Regions from separate parts of the Hordeum vulgare genome. Here all the other regions are linked to region 3. A link is a contact called in public Hi-C data. All regions are on one chromosome and are shown on one strand. The core of a region is the stretch at or near the end of the contact, and the rest is flanking DNA. Distances in the headings are between cores, read along the strand shown.

Region 1 (4,559 bases), core at 1,641-4,140, 800 kb after region 3:
AACAATGACAATGACAACAACAACAAGAACAGCTATAACAAGAACAACAACATCAACATCAGCAACATCCGCAACCATGAGAAAAGTATTAAGAATTAATTCTAACCATAACATTAAACATAGGGATCCAAATCAACCCGTTACGAAGTAGTGCATAGACCGGGGTTTAAGTTTCTATCACTCTCGCAACCCACCCTCTAATTACTACTCAACAATGCATTCCCTTAGGGCCAAGTATGGTGAAATGTTATGTAGTCAACATTCACATAACAGCACTAAGGGAATCACAGCATTCATATGATCAAAATATCGAACGAATATCAACTTCACATGACTACTTGCAACATGATTTCTCCCATGGCCTCAAGAACAAAAGTAACTACTCACAAGTGATAAACATGTTCATGATCAAAGAGGTATTAAATAGCATAATGGATTTGAACATATGATCTTCCACCAAATAAACCACAAAGCATCAACTACAAGATGCAATCAACACTACTAGTCACACCCCATGTACCAATCCGAGGTTCCGGTACAAGATTGAGTACAAGAGATGAACTAGGTTTTTGAGAGGAGATGATGCCGATGAAGATGTTGACGAAGATTGGCCTCCCAAGATAAGAGGGTTGTTGGTGATGACGACGATCTTGATTTCCCCCTCCGGGAGGGAAGTTCCTCCGGCGGAATCGCTCCGCCGGAGGGCAAAAGTGCTCCTGCCCAGGTTCCGCCTCGAGACGGCGACGCTTCGTCTTGAAAGTCCACCTCTTATTTGTCTCAGGGTAAAAGAGAATTTATACCACAAGATGATCGCCAGAGGTGGGCCAGGGGCCCCACTAAACAACAACGACAAATACAACGACAACGACGCCAACGACAACGATAACAACAACGACAACGACGACGACAATAACAACGACAACGACGATGACGACAATAACGACGATAACAACACCAACAATACCGACAACAACAATGACAACGATAATGTCAATGACAATGACAACAACGACGACGACAACGACAGCGACAGGCAACGAGAGTGACAATGACAAAGACAACGACACCACCACCACCACCACCACCAACAACAACAACAATGACTACGACGACAACAACAAAGACAACAATGACTACGACGACAACAACAAAGACGACAATGACAACAACGATAACAACAATAACAACGATGACGACAATAACAACAATAATGTCAATGACAGTGACTACAATGACGAGGACAACAACGACGACAACGACAATGACCGACAATGACAACAACAATGATAAAGACAACGATAACAACACCAATAACAACGATAACAACAAGGACAACGAGAACAACAACGATGACAACGACGACAATAACAACGACAATGACAATAACAACGACGACAACAACAACAACAACAACAACAACAACAAAACAAGAACAAACACGACGACAACAACAACAACAACAACAACAACAACAACAACAACATCAACATCAACAACAATATCAAGAACAAGAGCAACAACAACAACAACATCACCATCGACAACAACAATATCAAGAACAAGAGCAACAACAATAGCAACAACAACAACAACTACAACAACTACAACAACAACAACAACAACAACAACGATGACCCACAACGACGGTGACAACGACAACGCCGCCATGGTTATGCGAATCCGGTCCTTCTTGATCTGGGGCGTAGAGAAAGAATGGGCCGGGAAGCACGATTCAAGTGGAATCGATTCACAAAGGGAAACGTTTCCATACGGCGCGCCGGCCGAACCGACGCGTCGGTCGCTCCCTCGCGCGTGCGGGCCCATGCAACATTTTTCGCACGCTGGTCAGTGGATGCAACATTTTTTGTCTAAATTTGTTGCAAACAGCGTCATATTTGTTGCAAGCGTTTTTTACTACATTTGTCCAGTAAAAAAGTTGCATATACGTTTGGTTGCAACTTCAGTTCGTCGGATTTTTTGTTATAAATGTTTTTTACTTTTGCTACAACCGACATCATTTTTTGCTGCAACCGTTCACTAAAAAAGTTGCATACACGTTCATGTAGATATTTGTTACAACCGGTGTTTGACTTTTGCTACCACGCACCATCAGATTCGTTTTTTGTTACGATCATGTAGATATTTTTTTTGCTACAATTTTTGTTTTGTTGCATCGGAAGAAAAAATGTTGCATGAATATCCAACGGTGCAGACGCGCGGGGTTGGTGGATCGTGCGGCCCGCACGCGGCCGGTCGAAAGTTTCGGCCGGCGCGCCGGCGCAGATCACTCCCCATTCACAAATGAGGGTGTTGGGTTGGGTTGAGTTGAGGGGATCGGGGTGACACGGAGAGGTAGGATGGTTGGCAGACCATGATGTGTGCTCTGTAGAATAATTGTTTTGACACGTTAATCTGGTGGTAGACCATTGTCATAATATGGGCAGCAGGATGTGTGTACGTAGTTGATTCGATCGAAGGTTACTAATTATCTCGTGTACAATTAGCTGTGTGATTTTAGGAAATTTATGCTTGGTGTAGTGGACAAGTGTCTGGACTGACCGAGCGGCGTACAGGGGCCGTAGATGCTCCGACAATTCCGCGCGTGTGGCCATCTGTGAACGACACGGGTTAAATAGTCGGGGAAATCGAACGTACTACTCATGGTGTAGTAGCTGTTTCGGGGCTACATTTACCACACTGGCATATCGCTCTTCAATCCACCTGCCAAAGTTGGGCGGCCACTGACAGGTGGCCTCCACCAAAGGTGCTCATCATGGGGCACAGGTCAGCGTTGCACTATAAAAGTCCTCGGGGATGTAAAGGGCAAAATAAAACTCGAGAAATCAGGAAAAGAGGCCCGGATTTACGCCCCCCCCCCCCCCACCCCCACACACACACCACCTCCACCTTTCGGTTTCGCTCATGAACCCCCGGGTGGTGAAAACTGAGGCGCCAGAGGAGCGCCTCACGCCGCCGGCGACTGCCGCGGCCGCCGCCTCCGGCAGCAGTGGACCGCGTGCCCCGGTGCAGTTCATAGAGCTAAGCAGCAGCGACTCCGATTCGGACGGCGGCGTTGGCGGCAGCGCAAAGCGGTCGCGCAGCGCGGCGAGGGACAGCGGCGCGGGGAAGCGGGCTAGGGTTTCCGCGGGGGCCGTGGTCGGCGTGGACGTGCCCCCTGGCTTCCTCGATCCGCTACCCGCGCTTCCGCAGCCGCCGAGGGCCACGACGAAGCAGTTCTGGAAGGCCGGGGACTACGACGGGAACCCGGCTGGGGCTGTGGAGCCGCCGCCATCCGGTATTATATTTCATCTTCTTACTATTCGTGTGAAGCCACCGCCTGTTCTCATTGCTTTATCTGCATGCGGTGTTCCCGTCAGACATGGCTAATTAGATTTAAGAGCGAATTTTTCTTCCCGTTTCCCCTTTTTTTCCTGTTAATTTTTATACGTGCAGAAGGTTGAGCGGTGCGCCAATGCTTTAGGAATCTGAGCCGTTTGGTTCTTTACTGAGGAAACTCACGCGATCTGACATTTGAGATTCTTGCAACAAATAGCGTGCGAATAGAATGGGGAACACAAATAAACCCTACCTGTATGAACGGCGGACCATTCATCATTTTTATCAAAACATAATATTCTGGGTTTGCATTGTGGAGTGGATCACAACGAGATCAACTTCGACCAAACCAAGACTACATTTAGCATAGAAAATGTCTTTGATGCTCCTGTCCATGATTTCATTGTAAACCATTTCCGACTGCTGCCAGGGCATTTTGGCCAGCTTTTGATGAATGCCAGCATCCAACAAGGCCCTAAGCGAATTAATGTACCACAAGTTGTACATCTGCATAGTTTTGTGCTGATACTTCTCAAACCAAGTGCATGAATATGTCAAGCAATAAGATGGAATATACTTCTAATTGCGTGGGCTGTAAACATTCTCATTTCAATCAATGTCCTGGCTTTATCTGATGGAGGATAGCAGCTCAGTTGGCATATTTTTTATTTATCTTAGATAGTTATGTGTTTCAATAGGGATGAGCCTTGTTGAATGGACGGAAAGAAATTTCTTGGGAACTTGTTACCTTTTTTCTCTTCACCATTAAAAATATCAACAGGCATGTTCGTCTTACTTTTTGTATTCTCACCTACTTATTTCAGCATCTGGATTGGAGCATGTCCGCGTGCATCCTAAATTCTTGCACTCAAATGCAACTAGCCACAAGTGGGCTCTAGGGGGTATGGTCATCATCTTCGTTTCACCTTGTTCTTATCTTTCTTGTTTTCTCACACAAACACTTAAGCAGACACACCAATCAGCAATGCATTTTGTTCACATCACCCTTCAATCTTTGATCATATCAGTTGGCTAATATATACTTTGATCAATGTTACAGCTTTGGCTGAGCTTCTGGACAACTCACTTGATGAAGTAAGCTAGAGAAGATATAAGTTGTTCTAGTCTGTAGAATCAAATCCTTGCCTGTTTACTGATTGGCTGTTCCTTTTTCAGGTTAGAAATGGAGCTACGTTTGTGAACATTGACATGTTGGAGAACAG
Region 2 (4,322 bases), core at 1,667-4,166, 1.0 Mb before region 3:
TATGCCAGATAGTTCAAGAACATATTGCCCTAGAATTGAGCTGTCAAATAAGAAGAAAAAAATGCTTGCCTTGCATCAATGTATGTTCAGTCTTTGCAGCTACACCAGACTGCCGCATGGAAGAACTTCTGCCACCTGTTGAACTCCAATCTTTCTGCTCTGACATAGAATCATCAAGTTAGATGTATCCTTTCCATAGCACAAACTACAAATGTAGGTACTTAACAACAGAGGCATGGCCTATTGAGTATTTACCTTCTGATGCTGGCCCTCCCAATAACATTCGTCACCAGCCAACATTTTAGGGGAAATGATAACAGTTGAACTAATGCGTCGCTGAGCCACATTTTGGCCTTTAGTTAAATCAAGCTTGTGAAGGCCATTATGCTCTTGTGGTACTAAGATATTTGAGTTTACCTGGTCAACAGTGGATGAGTTTGACTGAGTGTTCATAAGTCATGGTACGTGCATAATTTGGGCATTTTGACATGAAAGAAGTAACCGGATGCTCAATTAAGTTGAACTAGTCGATATGACGAAGACAATTAAATGTTGTGTGGCTACTGATGATTGTAAGAGGAAAGAGAGTACGATCCTTACAATATGAGCCTCTCCGGATTGGGTTTTTGTGACCAGAAGGTTTTTCTTGTCATTCCGGTCCTGACTTTCATTTTCCAGCCTATGTTCCACGCTAGAATCATCAGCCAGTGCTACAGCCGTTTTGCTTAGGTAACCCCAAAGCCTGCTTAGTCATGAAAAAAACATCATGACCTCATAGAAGTACACATATCAAGAACACAACTAATTGATTAAATGGCAGCTATAATACCATGCAACAAATTTTGCACTATCATCACCAAGAAAGGCCTCCAAATCATCGCGTGCTTGATACTGATGTTTCCCATTACAAACTAAAATTACAATGTACTCCTTTAGTCAGGGAGAACAGAAAAGAAGAATTATCAGTCATTATGCAATCAACAGCTATAAAGCATCTTGTTTATATTAACATGAAAACAAACATACCAAGAACTCAAACAGTCGAATCTTGTGTATTTGGCAAAACATGCAATGAAAACTCACGGTTATCCTACCAACTACACTAAAGAGAGTGACGTAGTCCTCAAACCTGGCATACAACATACCAACATAAAGAACTGGGAAAGTTGCCATCTATAGCCAACATTAACTTATCAAGTGACGAGGCCAAGGTTGTGCTTCAATATTTCTTTCTTTGAGACTATCAAACTAAGACCCAAAAAATCCCTTTGCTAAATCCGTTTAACAGAAACCCTCAAGTCTCGCTCCAGGCAGACTTATAGGAGAACATGTCTAAAATCTAATGGAAACACATTGGGTATATGCAAGAAGGAACATACACCCTTTTCTTTTCTTTTCTTTTTTGCAGGTGAACATACACCCTTTTCAAAGGGAAATGATCACTAGATATGTGTTAAGACCTCTACTGCCCCTTCGCATGTCTTCTTATGCAAATATCCTCTTAATTATCATGAATTAGTCAAATCACCAATCTACAAATATAATTGAACAATTGAAATTGCACTGAACTACATGTGTTCACTTTATCTCAAGGTGATGTGAAAACATTACAATCCATTTTACAGCCTTCAATACTACTCCCCCCATTCACAGATATAAGATGTTTTGGCTATTTCAATAAGGACTACATACGGACTGAAATGAGTGAACAAACACACTAAAACATGTCCATATGCAACCGATTCAGAAAAAAGTTAGAACATCTTATATTTGTGATCGGAGGGGGTATTATACAATGTCTCTACAGTCTTCCATGTCAATGAAGCAGCACCCAGAAACATCTTAATCACCTAAAAAAACTGGTGAAAGTTAATACTGAACAAAACTCATCATAAGTGTCCCGTCATATTTGACTCATAGATTCATATAAACCTAACTACAACAATACATTTATGCCTCAAACACGTTGGCTTTGTCACAGTTAGGTGTTGGTGACATTATGAATTATGCTTTATGAAATATCTATAGGCTTGTGTACTATAATGCTTAATTTGCAAATTGTATGGTGCAACAATGGAGCAGAGGCACACAAAAAATAATTATGTGAATTACAAAAGGTTAATGACCTGTGAAATAGGAATCAAGGTTATCAGCGACAAAAGGAGGTAGGTGTGTCAAATTGATAAGGACTGTTTATGAGGGTTAAGAGAACACACTGGTCCATTATGACAGAAAACTACTTCAGATATATCTTGGCACCACTGCGGATGCGGTTGAGGCTGGGACGAAACCAATAAGAAGGCTTGCATTTCTGAATTGTGATCCTGGGAAGTCCATACCTAACTTCTATAGAGTTCCTAGGGAAAGTCGAACAAGCCAAATGTTCCAGATAGATAGTCTAATCTATCACCACTCCAACTTAAATTTCAGTTCGGTGCCAATCACTCGACCCAGGCAGAGCATTCAACAAACAAGCACACGCATATAGTCCATTCGGAGCCACCCCCAATCCCCTTGGTGCTGCCCCAGACGCGGAGGCCCGCCCGTCCACACTCATATCGTGGCATTCCCGGGACCAATTAGCACACGGAACCACGCAGGACCGAGCTGCAACCGCATCCCCCCACCAAATATCCGCACTGGCAAGTTCTAGGGCTCGCGTGCGTGCGAGAGAAGGACGGGGATATTTGGGGCAGTACCGCGAGGGTCTCGTCGGAGTAGTTGCCGAGGAATCGGGGGAGCACGTCGGCGACGGCGGAGCGGAGGTCAGCAGCGGCCGGCGAGCGCCGATCCATGCGGAACGACCGCTCCTCGGCAGCGAACACCCGCCGGAGCCGCCGCTGCAGCTGCTCATCCGCATCCGCCTCCTGCCCCATCTTTCCGCCTTTTGGGAAAAGGCAGTGCCCGTGGGTGAGAATCTTCGAGCGACTACTGGGGCCAGTCGCTACTGTATGTGTCAGCGTCAGCCTGCGTGCGTGCAACCGGTGTCCTTTTTTTTTTTTAGCAATGCAACCGGTGTTCTGGCGTTTGTTTTCAGGTTTTATGGGCAGTGCTGTTCGCCGGCGCGTCCGTCGAAACTTTCTGCCGGCCGCGTCCGGGCCGCCCAATCCATCAACCCCGCGCGTCCGTACTGTTGGATCTTCATGCAACTTTTTTTCTCTGATGCAGCAAAATTTCGATGCGATATAGCAATTTTTTCAACGATTGCAACAAAATTAGACGTTTTAAGTCGTGTGCTTGTATTATTTTTGAATTTATTTTAAGATTTTCGACGATGCGTTTTTAATAAAATTAGTTGCTTTCGTCGACGACTAGGTGTCTACGATGACTTTATAAATCTTAAGATGATATGTCGGTTCATAGGAATAGAGTGTGTGTGCGCGTTTATAGAGATGAGTATATGCATATGTATATAAGCGTTTGCGTCTGTATTTTGATAAAAAAAATCTTTTGAAAAAAAATGGATATCGATTGTTTATGTGTGGGCTGCATTTTGTAAAATATTTGTCATGTAGCCCTTTTTACTTTGCTGTTTATTCTAATTAGTAAACTGTAGATCAACAAATGAATTTGTAAATAATGCTCATGGTCCTTCCTCAGAACGAGCACATTGCATGCAATGTTCAACCACAACACAAAAGCAAACATTTTCCTCCTTTTATTCTTACAAACACCATGCACTCATTTAGCCCCTTTTTTCATTAAACTTGTCGTTGGTCACCTTCTCTATCTATACATCATTCAACATTTCTATCTATTCCCCTTGGCTCTGCATAACACGAGTAATATGGTGACCTGCAAGAGAATGAAGTGATGCATTAATTATCTCAATCATTTTGTGCCTCTCTACACTTCACTTACTACAATGATTTAAATTTAAATTGCTAGCCATAGCTAAGCTATATCTGCGTTATAGCTTTCTGGGAGACTAAGAACGAAGTTGTCAACTATAGCTAAAGCAATTGTTTTGAAGTGTGCGTGTGCCAGAAATATCATCTAATCATTTGTATCATCTAATCATTTGTTCACGTAAATTTAATTCGGAAGGCAAATGTCATCTATCAATTGCAAGATTTCTATATGCTTAGAGATGTCAGGTACACTTATATATATGGAAGGATTTCCAGCAATAATGCATATGGAAAAAATCATGATCACTTTTCTGACCTCGTGCATGACAAGCAACATTGCACCAAGTTGCATGTCGCTGCTAGAACATCTTCAGTGATCGTGCTCTTAGTCCGTACCTTGTTGTCCAGAAAGCAAGGTCTTGTAATTACACATGATCTTTTGGAGTGCCTCTCTTTCATATTCATTTTCTG
Region 3 (4,649 bases), core at 1,707-4,206:
ACGTGGCATCATTAGCGCGGGATCAGTGTCGCTTAATTACAATCATTACTGTAGCAAAAGTCGAGGATGTCACACTTAGTTCCATCCTTAGCTACTTTGCGATTTAGAAGAATAAAGTTTTAGTATGAATTAGTTTCAAGTGCTTTCTTCGTGATATATCCATCTATGTAATTGAGTTTGAGAGTTATATAATAAATATTACTTTGAGTTTTCATGATTTAATTTCTTGTCTGAGTCTCAGAAATGATTTTTTTAAAGAAGACATATATCATATGCTAATCCCATGGGGAGCAATGACTTCACATATAAAAAGTATAGTTGGTAAAATTTGTTGGAAGTTGACAAACATATCATTGGTCATTGATTGCAATTCATGAAAGAATAATGACATGAATGCTTCACATATAAATATACTATCTAGGACATCTTTTATGATTGTGAGTCCCCATCAGATAGTTTATGCTTGGTCAAATAAGTTGATGTTTGCTAATAATGAGTTATGTTTGCTTATATTCACATAGAAGTTATATTGTCATGGATCCTCTAACATGTGGTGCTTGCCCCTATCTTTTGCTAACCAAAATTTCATACTAAGTAGAGATACTACTTATACATTCAACCTCCTAAACCTAGTCTATTGCCATGAGAGTCCATTATATCTACCTATGGATTGAATAAGATCCTTCAAATAAGTTGTCATCGATGTAAAAAGCAATAAATTTGCTCCTAAATATGTATGATCTTTTATTATAAGGTAAATAAGCTTTGCACGATCTTGTGATGGTAAAGAAATACAAACGATAGACTACATAATAAAGTTTGCTATCACAAGAGACAATATAAAGTGTTGTTTCTTTGCATTAAGAGCTTGCACATCCAAAAACAAAAAGCGCATGACAACATCTGATTCCCTATCGAAGAGCCTATCTTGTAAAAGTTTAATCTTTTTATTTTTATTTTTATACAAGAGTCAATAATGTTATCTTGTTTCATCCCTTAATTACCCTCTAGCAAGCATCATGTGGTGGGAAAAGATATATATCCATATGAATGTAGGTGATCATGGGTTATCATTATTGACATTATCCGTGAGATAAGTAAGTTGGGCGGTGATAACATTAACCCCTCATCTTCCTATGTGTGTGATTGAAACGTTTCCTCCAAGAATGTGACCATGAATATTAGCAGTCATAAAAGGCTATATCATGGTTGAGTATGTAAAACTTGCTAAACAAAAGCTCTTACACAAATTCTTCGTGAAAGAGATGAATTGTAATGGCTTCAATGACTAAGAACATATTTTTTTAATAAAGCTTATGTGTTATATTTTAACTTTGAATCATTACTTTAATACAAGGAGTTACATGACATATAAAATGCGCACATGCAATGCACATTAATATTGAAAATATAATTAATTACATGCTGATGTTAGGTAGGATATCAATTACTTCATACTCCCTCCGTTTCTAAATATAAGTCTTTTAAGATATTTCACTAGGAGTTTACATACGGAGCAAAATAAGTGAATCTACACTCTAAAATATGTCTATATACATCCGTATGTAATCCACTAATGAAACCTCTTTAAAGACTTATATTTAGGAACGGAAGCAGTACATCCTACTCCGGGCCGGTGCCAAGAAACCATGCTGATATCTATACCCAATAATAAAGCGGCTATTGCTTCCGTCGGAAAACCCACTGCGACATTTTTATAAAAAAAACCCTGTAATTTTTGTTATTCAACCCGCGCTCCATCATTTATTTGCAACGCAAAAGGAAAAGACGATTCGCTGCAAAAATTATACCCGTACGCATCGCCTCCTCCCGTCGACCCAGGGCCACCCTGGCATGCTCCTAGGCTGCCGCCACACCACTCGCCGCCGCGGCCGACCTCAACCGCCATCGCTGCCGATCTCAACCCACCCGCCTCCGCGGTCGTACCTCTTCCCGCTCACTGCCCCCCGTTTCGGCGCTCGAGCGCATCGCGTCGACCCTGGTCCATCCTGGCCTGTGCCCAGGCCGCTGCCACACCACTCGCCGCCGCGGCCGACCTCAACCACCACTGTTGTCGATCTCAACCCACCCGCCTCCGCGGCCGTACCTTTGCCGTTGCTGCCCGCGTTTCGGCGCTCGAGCACAGCTTCTGGATCAAATCAACGCGACAGCTACAGTGACTGGGGATGATGCGTCTGCTCGATGCAGAACGGCGGCGGCGCGGCGGAGCGAAGTACTTGCAGGTGGAGGCGGGCCTCCATGGCTCACACGGGGAACTCCGAGGTTATGGCGCGGCAGCGACGACTTCTTATGGCCAGATAGAGGCGCCTAACCCTTGCTCCCCTCATCATATCCCCCTCCGGCACGAACTCATCATCTGGTGAGATCCCCTCCCCATGCCTCCAACCGTGTGCCAAGCACCGACAAGAAATTTTGTTTTGTGAGGATTTGTTTGCTGATGAATGAATGTATTGAATGTAAGATTGTATTGTTGTAGAGACAGAGAATGGAACACCACCTTCAGTTTGTCATGTGATCCCACATTCTCCATCCCATGAGTGAAATAAGATAACAGTTCATTGATCAATTTACGTAGCCTCTTTGTTTTGCTTTGCTTGTCCCGCTCAATTTCTCATCATGGTGAAATTAATAATGGACGAGTTACATTAGTTAGTTAGCTTATTATTTTAATAAATCAAAATGATTATAAAATAATTAAAAGTGTGTGATATTTTTTTCTCCCGTTGCAACGCACGGGCCCTTTTGCTAGTTGGAGTATAAAAAATGTAAGATGTTTACTTTGACACCACACTGCCCGGTGCCAGAAACCACCGTACTGGGCCGGCCCACAGCTAAGCGGTGGCCGATTCGAAGGCCTGGCCTGATTTACCAACCGCGCTCCGGGCCGTGTGTGGTCACAAGTTAAAACCAGTTACTTACCCTTTTTTTCTCACACTGACATCTCGCTCCGTGTCCTGGTGCGAGGCACCGCCGCATCTGGCCCCGCAAAACTTATCTCGACCGCCTTCCTCCCCGATCTCGCCTCTCCTCGTCTGGCGACCAGATCCGCTTCTCCGATAACCAGATCCGGCGGAGCACGCCCCGCTCGCCCCGCCCAAGGTGAGCCGTCGCCGCCGGCCGCCACACGACGCCGCCGGCCGCCACACGACGCCGCCGGCCGCCACACGACGCCGCGTCCTGATAACGCAACGCTGACTCCGTGGTTTTTTCTTGCCGTCGCAGTCGCAGTCGCGAGTTAAGTAAGGGAGGCAGCAGCGGCAGCTGCAGCCATGGCGGCGGCGGAGGAGAACAGCTCGCTCTTCCTGATATTCATCCTGACCATGATCGCGCTGCCCCTGGTGCCCTACACGATCACGCGGCTGTGCCACGCGGCGACGAAGAAGGCCAAGACCATCCACTGCCGCTGCTCCGGGTGCCATCGCTCCGGAAAGTACCGGAAGTCGATCTACAAGAAGGTGGGTGGGCTGCGGCTGTTTGTTCGTCCTGAGGCTAGCAGTAGAATTCTGGTGCTAACTCCTCCATGATCGTGTTGTGATTCTTGTCGTGCAGATATCCAACTTCTCGACGTGGAGCAACCTTACCATTTTGCTTCTCTGGATCGTTGTGATCTTCCTGGTTTACTACATCAAACTCAGCAGCCGCGAGGTATGCTAACTTTTGGCTGGTATATGTTGTCTTGTCAAATTTTCTTTTCTTCAAGCAGTTAACTCAAAATTCTTCTCTGCTGTGAACTAGATACAGAAGGATTTAATACTTATTCATGTGACCTTTGTCTGCTACTTCATCTAGAATGGTCTTGATTAGTAGATGACTATACTGAAACAAACTGATAACCAAAATTACAACTCAGTTCACGTTCACCTTTATCCTACCAGAGCAGTCACCACAATGTTCATGTTTTGGTAGTTCCTTGATGCAGCAAGTCACCGTTTCCTTTTTTTTAGCAGCAAGTCCAGCCAGTTTATTGGGATATACCAGAAAGGCTAGCATATCTTCGTTCTGATTTAGTTTCCCTTTGTTCTTCTGAAGCCTCACTAATGTTTCGCTCTCTCGAAGATTGTCAAACAATCACATACGCACAAGCCTTGTTGTGAAGTTTGGTATTGTAGATTTCAGGACTTAGTTTGTTTGTGTACTCAAGCATAGTTAGGTTTATTTCCTAGAAGCATTTTTGCAAAGTTCATTTTTGTCTCTATCGTAATTATGCTAGTTAATTTTGGGTATTACATGCATAAATAATGCTATACTTGAAGTGTGAAGGATCTTTTTTTCCTGAAATTTCACCAGGGCAAGATCCTAATAATTGATTTTATATGATTTGTGTTTCCTAGGTCCAAGTATTTGAGCCATACAGCATTCTTGGACTTGAACCAGGGGCATCAGAATCTGAAATCAAGAAATCATACAGGAGACTCTCCATTCAGTACCATCCTGATAAAAATCCCGATCCTGGTAAAATGTGTTCCACACTGTTCTACAGTTGATATTCTGATATTTAGAAGTTCAGTCTGTCTTAATTTTTTGCCCTTCATTTTCCCCAGAGGCCCATACGTACTTTGTTGAATCTATCTCCAAGGCATATCAGGCTTTAACTGATCCTACATCTCGTGAAAATTATGAGAAGTATG

Evidence for each region. A called contact is a pair of places that touch in the nucleus more often than the background predicts.
Region 1: a contact with region 3 is called in a Hi-C map of seedling, with 3 times the contacts expected there. The contact joins the promoter of LOC123426436 here to the promoter of LOC123426434 in region 3. A contact is called at or near these places in 3 of 6 Hi-C or Micro-C datasets (leaf and seedling).
Region 2: a Hi-C map of leaf shows a contact between it and region 3, with 5 times the contacts expected there. The contact joins the promoter of LOC123426433 here to the promoter of LOC123426434 in region 3. A contact is called at or near these places in 4 of 6 Hi-C or Micro-C datasets (leaf and seedling).

Annotation. Positions count from the first base shown.
Region 1 is chr2H:407,830,432-407,834,990 of MorexV3_pseudomolecules_assembly, forward strand. LOC123426436 (protein MICRORCHIDIA 4-like) reads left to right here and starts at 2,891. Exons shown (of 20, transcript XM_045110276.1): 1 at 2,891-3,295; 2 at 4,161-4,238; 3 at 4,397-4,431; 4 at 4,513-4,559. The coding sequence starts at 2,923.
Region 2 is chr2H:406,028,929-406,033,250 of MorexV3_pseudomolecules_assembly, forward strand. LOC123426433 reads right to left here and starts at 2,917. Exons shown (of 12, transcript XR_006622206.1): 1 at 2,700-2,917; 2 at 830-930; 3 at 601-742; 4 at 256-417; 5 at 70-154.
Region 3 is chr2H:407,025,804-407,030,452 of MorexV3_pseudomolecules_assembly, forward strand. LOC123426434 (dnaJ protein ERDJ2) reads left to right here and starts at 2,957. Exons shown (of 11, transcript XM_045110274.1): 1 at 2,957-3,120; 2 at 3,244-3,476; 3 at 3,571-3,666; 4 at 4,353-4,473; 5 at 4,563-4,649. The coding sequence starts at 3,291.